2 separate regions of the Rattus norvegicus genome follow, and region 1 is linked to region 2. Evidence: chromatin contacts called from public Hi-C data. All regions are on one chromosome and are shown on one strand. Each heading gives the region's core, a stretch centred on a gene start, on an enhancer-like site or on the middle of the called end of the contact. The rest is flanking DNA. Distances are from core to core; before and after follow the strand shown.

Region 1 (5,291 bases), core at 1,222-3,721, 150 kb after region 2:
AGGACGAGGGCTTTCATGTTGGTTTGATTTGTGTATTTTATTGTTGCTTCTGGTGCTTCTGGTGGGTTTGTATGTGGTAAGACGTGAACAGATATTCATTCACTCTAAATAAGACAGAAAAGGATTTCATTGACATTCAGCCTGTTGGGCCAATGAGTTTATTGGATACAATAATTAATACTGATTGTCAACTTGATGTGATCTACAATTACCTACACAAACCCCTGGGCATGCCTGTGTGAGTTTCTGGATTAGATTATTTGAAGTTGAAAGACCCACTCTACCTACAGATGATGCCATTCTAATGCCTGGGATCATGGACTGATCCTGGACTGAGTAAAAAGAAGAAAATAAGCCAAACACCAGCATTCATCTTGCTCTGCTTTGGTGACCAACACTGCTATGTGTCCGGTTGCATTTTGCTGCAGCCTCCTTGCCTTCTCTACCAAGTTGAGCTGGATCCTTAAACTCTGAGCCATTTTGAACTCATCCATCCTTGAAATGCTTTGTTCCAGCAACCAGAAAATTAACTTATACATTGAAACTCCTCATAGGAGCATAGGTGACTCAAGGGAGGCCAAGTAGCTAAGAAGTACAGCCTGTGTGATGATAACTGACTACAGGTGGCTCCACCAGCCTCATTTTCAGAAGGCAAAACAGAAGTGATAGAGGTAAGGGAGAGATTGGTGGGATGAGGTTAATATTAACCAATCTCTCCCAGGATAGAGTTGGTTTCCATTGAGTCTTGCTTATGATGCTTTGAAAGGGAGGAGCCTGGAGTTAGATAGAGTAGCAAAAATCCCAAGAGGAAGTCCTTACCTTTCACTCTCTGTGCCTGTACAGATATTTCAGGGAGCACACTGCATGTACTTGATATGTAAATAGATGCATAAGCTCCAAACCTTGTGTCATACCTGGCACACTGTAGATGCTCAGTAAATGAGGATATTTAAACAAAGGATGACACTGATACAAAAATTTGAACCCGAATGGGACAAGTTCAGTTACATCTAAGCAAAATATGTTAATATAGTCCAAGTTATCCAGATAAATCAGAGAGCTCATTACTTAGGTTCATAGAGTGGAGCACAGAAGTGTTAGGGTCACCAAGGTTAGGGCGCCCTGGACCATGACAGGGAAAAAGGAACCACCTTTCTATCCTTGTTTTCTCCAGAAAACAAAAACCATTACTGCCATTGTCACCGTGAACTGTTTTCTTTAAGTTATTGCTTGGATTCTATGGTTCATAATGAGATGGTAAAATGCTTTTTCCTTATTATCATAATTGGAATGAGACAAAATGATCTGCCTAATAAAAATAATAGCACTGTGGCCAAACTATATTTTTCTTATAAATTATAGACCCAAAAGAGGTAAATGGGCTCACAAGTTCCTTGTTAACAAGGTCACCAATATAATTTGAATATTTTCCGCCGCTCTTGCTCTCACACCTACAGAGGGAAAGGGCTCCTGCTATGTAGGACAAGCAAACAGGAATGCTAATGAGTCTAACAGATTGGTTCAAAATAGAAGCACAAGCCTCCAGTTCATGAGGACAGGACGGTTATGAAAGCAAAGCCCAAGAGATGGGCCGTGTTCAGGAATTCAGCACTGTGACATTGTTTGAATGTTTGACATAGTTCTTGACCTAAGCTGGGCAAAATTTGTAGACTATAAATAGAATCACCAGGGAAAAGGTTACAAGAAACCATATAACTCTCTAAGCAGGAAATTTGCTTCTGAGAGGATCCATAAAGAATACATTGAAAGCATGCTTCATATCCTGTGTTTCATAGAAAGATGATATTTTGCAGCAATATACTATTTTATGTGGGTTCTATATGCATAGAAAGGTAAAATATTGAATCTACAGTAATAACATGGCATTACCCAATTAAGGCAACAACATTTACTCTGAAGAGAAGAATTAATTGTGACTCGCCATTTTGTTTGATGAAGTGAAGATGAGGGAAACATCAATAAATGGTCTACCTTAAATCATTCCGTTGCTCCTTTTCAGTCCACAAGTTCTGGGGAAATTCCTAATAGGAACTGCCTGTAGGGGCCAAGGGTAAAAAATGACGTGTTTCTGAGGAATGGAGAGATGGGTTTGTCACAAGGAAGGTTTCCAAGTGTAGATCATGGCATGGTGTGAAAGATCACAGAAGTGTCAGTGCCAATTGCTGACTGGCACAAGAAGGCGGGATGGGATGGAGGAACTGCCATGCTCTCTCCCTCACATATCACATGGATGGCTCTGCTCATCCACCTCATGCCATGGGACCCAGTGAGGAGACATCCAGCAGATAGGAGCTTCTTGACTGTGGGTTTCCCAGCCTCCCAGTCTGTAAGATGTAAATATCTGATCACCATCAAAGAAACAAACAAGTACCTTGGCCAAGCTCAAAGCTGCGTAAGTCGATCTGCCTAAAGTAGACAGGGCAAGGGCTGCCCGAGTTCTTGAAATCTGTAAAAGTTCAGCTCGAGGGAAGATCCCCTTGGGAAATGAACTGAGAGACTAATTCTCAAACCAGCTCTCTGGCCATCCAGGGAGAAGCCATTTAAATGAATCACAGAAGAATCTAAACATTGCATGTAGCGATCAGAGAAGTTATATTTTCTTGAAGTCAAACTCGGTAGTCCTCTGAGTGGTTCAGTATTACTTGGTACTTGACTCATCTATAAGTTTCTACTAATTGTTTTAAGCTCACTGGGAAAAGAAAGTCATATTGAAACATCTTGGTTTAATAATACTAATACTCTTGGTGTGGGGCTCTCAATTGTACGGAGACCGGGAAGGTTCGTGGTCAGTCTGTGCTACACAGTGAAACTCTATCTTAAAAGAAAAGAAGGGAAGGAAGGAAGGAAGGAAGGAAGGAAGGAAGGAAGGAAGGAAGGAAGGAAGGGAGGGAGGGAGGGAGGGAGGGAGAGAGACTGGGACACTGGATCTAGAAGGACTATTCAGAGGTTTCAGTTAAGAATGAATACTGTTCTTGAAAAGGCTCTTAGTTTTTTTTCTCAGCACCCCTGTCAGGTGGCTTCCGATCTACCTTTCTGTAAGCCTAGCTCCAGAGCAATCTGATGCCTTCATCTGTGTCCCTTGGTCACAGCATTTGCATGTGCCTACCACCCCACTTACACATATAATTTAAAAATATATAATGAAAGGCTAGATTATAAAATAGGCTTGTGAAAAGAGTATTATGGGAACAAATGGAGATCCTCACTTAGGGTAGAATAAAGAGCTAAATTAATAAAAAAAATGTTGGCTTATCTCATTTGACTTTGGCAGCTTGAAATGTATAGTTAAGGAAGGTAACAGAAATCTGTGCTTGTGAAATGCTAGATTCATGAAGTGTAACTGTAAAAAAAAAAAAAAACATCCAGTTACATTAGGTAATTTCTGCTGAGCAATCTGAATTTGTCAGTATTTCGGGACTTTTCCAATTTTCTTAGCACTGAAATTTATCCTTTATTTCCCAGAAAAGCTACTCTGACTTTTACACCATGCACCTTGCTCACAGAGGCTTTTAAAATAATAATGATGCCAAGGCTCCAGTGTCCCCCGATTTTAGTGGCATGGGCGAAGAGGCTCAATGAACGTAGAGAAATTTGCTAACAATTTATTTTTATTTAACATTCAACAGGGGAGAGATTTGTTTCCTCTGCAGATTTTAAGAGATTTAAATAGGGCCGTTTATGTTCAGCTCAATTAAGCTACTGATCATTCTATTTTCTTAGCAGTAAAGTTTCTGCAGCCCATTATTTCTTGAGAACAATGAAACAGCCCAGGAGGTCCAAGCCATCGGCCTCAGCGTGTAAAACCCATGTGCAGATTAACATGGATGCCCAGTTCCGCCTCCAGCTGACCTTTGAAAGCAGGCCTGGGGGTCCGGCTTGCTACCTGTTAGAACAAAGGAGGGAGTTTCGCAGGCTGTCAATGAGAGTATTTATTTCAAATAAAACACACCCCGGAACTGAACAAATGCAACATCTATGACATTTAGGAGCAAACATGCTGACACTCTGAAAGGCCTCCCCAGAGAATTTTCCTGAAGCAGAAGATAGTAACGTATATTCCTTACTCCTGGAGAAGACTGAATTGTGTTAGATCGGAGCTGGCCGCACAGCTGCGGGCAACCGGGGATGGGTGCTCATGTTGCCATAAAGAGGAACCCTCGATTAATTTCCCCTGCAGTAAGAGTTTGAATGAGCTGTGAAGTCACGTCCGGAGAGAAAAGAGAACATGCTGTATCTTCTGAAGACCTGTTGCCAGTTTTATTTATTTATTTATTTATTTATTCATTCATTTATTTATTTATTTATTTATTTTTAATTTTTGGTTTTGTTTTGTTTTCTTTTGGGGGAAGGCTGTAAGGGCCAGGGCAGATATGCGGGAACTGGGAGATGAGTGGGATTGGCGTGCCTGATATGAAATTCCCAAAAAAAAATCAATAAAAAATTAACAAAAGATTCTGTCACGTAGTAAGAATACAGTCAGAGCAAAACCCCAACTGCCTTTTAACTCAAAACAGTGTGAAATGGCATGCATTGAATACAAGATGTATATCTGTGTAATATTAAGAACAGGATACACATACACGCCCATGCAGGTAGGAATCTATGTAGCCTATTTGAAAACACAGAAGAAACTAAGGTAGCATGCGGAGTCATCTGGATTTCACAAGTATAAATACAAAACACTGCATTTGTGACTTCTGCATCACTGAGAAAAAAAGCTTAAGATAGGATTGGGGATCATTGTGTTGCTGGGGGTGGGTAGTGGTCTGTAGTTGGTGACTCCATGTGTTTGGCCTAAAGCCATGACACTAAAACACATACGATGCCCCCCCACCCCCATTCATGCGTGCACACATAGTTCTCTATTTATCTAACATTTCTGTGTGCCTAGGAGTCACCAATTTGCTGTTACCTTATGGCAAACTACAGAACCTGAGGAAATTCTGACAGATGGAATGTCTATTCCCTTCAGGACCCTTGATAGGTTGAAAAAAGATTAGGTCACCAACTAAGAGGCTGAGATTGAAAAACATTCGTGAAATTTCAGGGGCAAAACTCAAATGCTAGCACCCATCCCGGAAGAAGGGTTGTAATCATAGCCCCCTTAGTGAAAGTGTGGGAATGAGGGTTGGGATGAGCTGTGTGACATTCCTAGAAGACAGGACATGCTGCCTGTGTTTGCTTCAGTCTTCCTATGTCATGGTCTTCTTGTCATCAATAATTTTTTTTTATCAGACTGATGTTTTCAAATTCAAGCCCACATCTGTTCA
Region 2 (5,367 bases), core at 749-3,248:
TTGGATTGGTAGCTTACCAAGAGATCAGAGAAAGCCCAGGTTTGTGTTTCCTTTAGTCCAGAGGAAAACACCTGGTGGCAACATCACCACCAACATAACAACAGGGAGGACGGACGAGGGGGCACTGGAAATTCAATTTGCATGAAGCAGTCTGGGAAAGGCCTGGCAAGGAGTCCTGGTTGGTGAAAAACATATCTGGTTCTTATTGTTTTCCCTGTGAGTAAGCAACCGAAGAAATGTGGGTGTGTGCTGCTGGAAAAGAAAATAGCATTTGGCGAGATGTGTGAATCACTGTTGTTAATTGTCACAGCAAATACATAGGAAGGGATTACTTAGCTGCTAGCATTAAAACAAACAAATACGGTCATCCTTCCATCCTTTAATTAATTGATAACTGAGGCAGTCAAAAGAATCCCGAGGAACACAGTCGAGGCCTCTGGATACAGGCCACCGAGATGGGACATTTGCCTTAAATCCTTTAAAGATATTTAGTACAATGAACCTTAGGGTAATTAGAAATGCCGCCAGGTCTCCCTCCAGCTAGTTCTCATTAAGCTCCCAAAAGGAATGAACGGACTGAGCTGGAATTCGTGAAAGTTACAATTTAACTGAAGTTCCAGCCAGGTCTTCCTCCTGGAAGGTCAGCAGGAATCTGAGGTTTTTGTGGTTTCGGCTTTTCAAATAGTCAGCCCTCCGTGGCTTGTCTTTTTGTTTAATTTGTTACAAGATCACACAAGATATTTTTTTGTCAGGAGTATCAGAAAGCATCTTGAGAAACACACGCATACACACAAAACAGCTGAATCATCTAACCCAAACCAGCCCTGACCACATCTGACTGACACTCAGCATAGGATCCTTCTTTCTTTGGAGAAAAAGGCTCTCGGCTTCAGTTACAAATAAGTCCTGGGACAAAGTGAATGGTCCGGGCTGCCCAGGAAAGACTGCTGATTAGTGGGAAGCCCTGAATTTTTTAACCCTGTAGGAGAAATACAAATGCTTTTGCTGCTCTGCGTGTTTGACAAGAGGCAAACTGATGGGTGTTGACATTTACATATTAGATAAGACCAGTTAGCAATGTATTGCTTAAAATGATTTCTGAGGATCAGAACCACAGAACAAAACTCCACCCATGACTTAACCTTATCCTTACCACATTTTTGTGGTAGCCAAACTAGCCCTTTTTTCCCCTCTGCCTTTCCATCTTTTCCCTTCCTCCTCTTTCTCCTTTTTTTCTTTTTCTTTTTCTTTTTCTTTTTCTTTTTCTTTCTTTTTTTTTTTTTTTTGCCCCTCAGTTCTAATTTCTTTTCTGGGCTCGTTCTTCTGCGATGGCAGTGGTTTGTGTGTACGCAGGTGTGCACATGGTGTGTGTATGCACATGTGGTCTGTGAGAGTGCAAGCCAGAGAACACGCTTGGATGTAATGTCTCTGACAGCTATTCCCTTGTTTTCATCAGTCTCTCCTTGGATTGGAATTTACCACAGCAGACTAGGCGGGCTTGTAAGCCCAGGCATCTTCAGGTTTGTTCTGCCTCCACAACTTACTTCTTCATTGGCTTATTTATTAACATGGCTTCTCATGGAGGAAGGCAGTTCCGTTTCCTTAAGCAGCTTATTCCCCTTTTCTATTTTTGTTTTTCCCCCCTTTCCTTTTCCTCTTCTGCTGGCCCCTTCTCTTCTATCTCCCTCCGTCCCCCTCGAACCTCCCTCACCCAACCACCACTATTCTTCTTGACTTCTCTCTAAACTCAGCTAGGCACTTTGCTCTCTAAACACCCCAATCAGGTGAGGCTTCCTGTGCCCCAATCCTGCGCAAAGGGTAGGTAGTAATTGGTTTACTGAGAGGGAAGCCCAAGGAGATTTGGCTTGTTGATTTTTAACAGGCTTGCCTTTCAGAGGGCTCACAGCTAAAAGCCAATCCTCCGTGCAGGCTCCAGTAGGAAACACTGAAGGCTCGCAGCAAGTGATGAGTCAACCGTTGTTTTGACACAGTCTGTCTTCAGAGGAGAATCATATTTCACGTAGAGAGGTGTTTCCCTTTGTGAAAATTGCTTGTGAACTGTATGACTCATTGAGCCATCGCTAACAGCCAAAAAAAAAGCTCGAGAAGAGAATTCGGGCAGACAAACCACCGTGGCTCCTCTAATCTTTTTTAGAGTCCAGCTTGAACTAACTTTTCCCACTGAGGAAAGCAGGGAGAGTGTTGATGGAGGCCTTCCTCCTCAATGCATCCTCTGCCTTCGTTTTGGAAACTAATGGTCCCTACAGGGTGGCGCTCAGCTGGACAACACTGCTTTGGTTTGGCTCCAGCCCTCCTCTAATTCTCTGGAAGTGTAGGGGTTCACACAATCTGAGGGGATATTTGAGGAATTTGCCATGCCGTAGACAGAGGTGAGGAACCCCTAATGTTTTGCTTATAGCAGTGAGCTGAAGAACTTATTTCCTCCCCAGCTTCCGGGGGTGGGGGAGGCAATGTTGATGTTTTCATAGCATGGCTGGAGATCATACCTTTCGAAATACATGTGGCCAAGCCTCTCCTTTTGCCCCTATACTGGGTTTCTATTTGCCAATAGGTCAACGCAGACATGTAGGAAATCCTCCCTGGGGATTGTTGGGGGTGGGGTGGGTTGACTTGACGTTAGCTTCCAAGTTTTTAACAATAAAGAAGCTCAGAGGACTAGAATTTAAGATGGCTTGAGTTGTTTCACACTGGCTACAGGAGCAGCAGCCTGGTTTCCAGCGTGTGCTTCGTCTCAGTCAGAGAGGTTGAAAAGCTATGCCAAGGTTTCTGCCGCCGGTGTGACTGCATCTCAACCATGTAGAAAAGCTTTTCTACTGCATATACTTGTACTTATTTACATTTATGTATTTGAAACACTGGGGATTGAAATTAGAGCCTTAAACATGCTAGGTGAGTACTAAACCTTATTGATGCTTTTTTATTTTGAGACAGTGTCTCACTGATTTGCCCAGCATGGCATTGAACTCACTCTGTAGTGTGGGCAAATCTTGGATTCACAGTTCTTCTACCTCAGCCTCCCAGGTATCTGGGATTAAAGTCCGGCAACTCCTGGTCCTGGTGAGAGAGGTTCATTTGATGACCCTCATTTTTGGGAGTAAAGACTCAGAAACAGGCTTCAGAGTCCCATACTAAGTGGAGAGACTTCAGTCCCTAGCAACAGATTGCAGACCATATGATGGTATTTTTTTTTCTAGGGCAAGCTATGCACTGAGTTCTAAAAGGGAATTTTATTTATTTATTTTTAACTAGGAAGCAAAACAAATATTTTTGGAATCTGAGTTGTGTAAGCGTGAAGCCAAAACCAGAGGGTGATTGGCACAGCATTTCAACGGTCTTGTTTTTGAGTGCCAAGTTCAAGGCCACCTGTCACTGCTCTAAGATGTTTCTGATTGACTGAAGCAGGGGCTGTTCTATGAAAGTCCTTTCCCTGATGCTAGTCCAGGTTTCATCCAAATGTCTCATGTCCCTTTGCTGTTACTTGTACTATATCTGAAGTCTCATGCCGCCCTGCCTTCTCCTCACAAGAGTCCCGGAGTGAAAGTCCTTCTGCTCCAATGAAAAATGTTTGAAATTACATTTTTAGTCATGTATAAAAGTCTATAAATGTTTTGTTTGTGAACATCCTATAGTGTCTCAGAGTGTAGAGGGACTCAAGGAAGGTAGAAAGTTTGCTCAGGCTGTCTATTTCAAGGTAGATCTTTCTTTGAGCGCATCAAACTACTATTTTCTCCCAAGATACACAGCAGTGCTCTTAGTTAAATACGGCTCCCTGCATTTCTGTCCAGCCGTGGCTGCTGTTCAGAAGAGTACTTTTCTTTTTGTATCCCTAGAGCTGTGTTTCCAGGAGAACATTTTCCCTTTCCTTCCCCCTTTCCTGCTTCCCATTTCCTCTTTGTCTTTCCTGCCTACCTTTCCTCTTCCCCTTTCTAGCCATTTTGTTAAGACACATTTCATTGTGTAGACTAAGCTGATCTCGAATCAGGATCCTCCTGCCTCAACCTCGTTTGTGCTGGGCTTACAAGCAAGCATCGTGCAGCATTTTTCTGTAAGTCCACATGGCTTGTCTTCAACAGGGCGGTAACAACATCTTTACCGGATTCATTTCTTCTTTCTGATCCGGGAGTGGAGACAAACCTTGACTTTGGATTACCAAGCATTCGAAAAAACCCAGCCCGGTTGGATTTACTAACCTATACTCAGAACTGAAAATCCCTTTTAGCACAGTTCTGCTGGGGACAGAATGGGAACATAAAAAAGTCTGCTTAAAGAGGCGATGACCATGCTCTCCTATTTCAAGGAGCAGGAATGCCAAGGGTTGCAAAGTGGGAGAACCGGAGTCATTGTGTTGAAATCGTGTTGGCGGCAAACAGAGACTTTCAGTTTGTAGTGACTTTACACTGTTACCAGGGGTAGAGAGAAACAATGAGCGTTTTATGAGATGTGTTTACACACCCAGCAAACACATTTAGCTCCGTGAAGCAGCATGCTACAGCAAATATTTGACATTCAGTTAGGATCCTCAAAATAGTTACCTTCCCAGTGGGTCAGCAAGTTCTGAATGTTCCCCAGTATTTCCAGGTACCCGGAGTCATAAATCCATATTTAATTAGCTTTGAATGAAATGTTAAAAGATGATAGGCTCTTTGTGCTAAAAATGAAGCCAAAGTGGGTCTAAGTTGATTTATGTCTAATTCAGAGTTGTAATTTAATTAAAATGCCATACTGAATTTTAAACATCTCCCTGGCAGAGCCCTTCCCACGATATTCAAATGTGGAGTCTTCTAGCTGAGGAGTCTCCGTGTTCTCTGTCTTTGTCACATTCACTAGTGCGTTTATGGAGTCACCACCACAGCTGACTTTCCTTACCTGGCTCCTTTCTCCTCACGGCATTGGTCTCTTATCGATTCACGTTAGGAAGCTCAAGTATGAATGTGTGTGCATCTCCTTTTGTTTTTGCTTGATGGATAGCTGACTGAGAACAATGCTGTCCCTTTTGACTCTCTTCTTCATTCAGTTCTTGCATGTGGGAGGAGGTTTAGGCTGAGTATAAGTTTAGGGCGCCAAGATGATAGAAGAAATGAGAAACTGAAGAAGATGATTCTTAAAATTGTGTTAGAAGGTGGCACTGTGATCTCAACAGGAAAGAGGAATTTAAATGGTATATGTAAAAAGAGCACATTTACTGTGAAAACTGTCATGGTTAGGAAACTTTTCCAAGGGGAAAAAATGTTCGCATAAAATACTACTTCTGCCAACTTCTATTCTAGTAGAGGAAAAGAAGAAGTTAAATGATGGCTGTATTTCAATAGAAATTTTTTTGAATATCAACCTAATAAAAATTTAAAA

What was found. A called contact is a pair of places that touch in the nucleus more often than the background predicts.
Region 1: a contact with region 2 is called in a Hi-C map of the Rat2 cell line, with 2.3 times the contacts expected there. The contact joins two enhancer-like sites.

What each region holds. Positions count from the first base shown.
Region 1 is chr17:69,263,895-69,269,185 of GRCr8, forward strand. No RefSeq gene overlaps it. Among named protein-coding and RNA genes, the nearest start is that of Klf6, 190 kb to the right of the region's middle. Within about 2 kb of position 2,472, at least 11 of the 93 cell types and tissues checked have an H3K27ac peak or open chromatin away from gene starts, as enhancers often do.
Region 2 is chr17:69,114,348-69,119,714 of GRCr8, forward strand. No RefSeq gene overlaps it. Among named protein-coding and RNA genes, the nearest start is that of Klf6, 340 kb to the right of the region's middle. Within about 2 kb of position 1,999, at least 19 of the 93 cell types and tissues checked have an H3K27ac peak or open chromatin away from gene starts, as enhancers often do.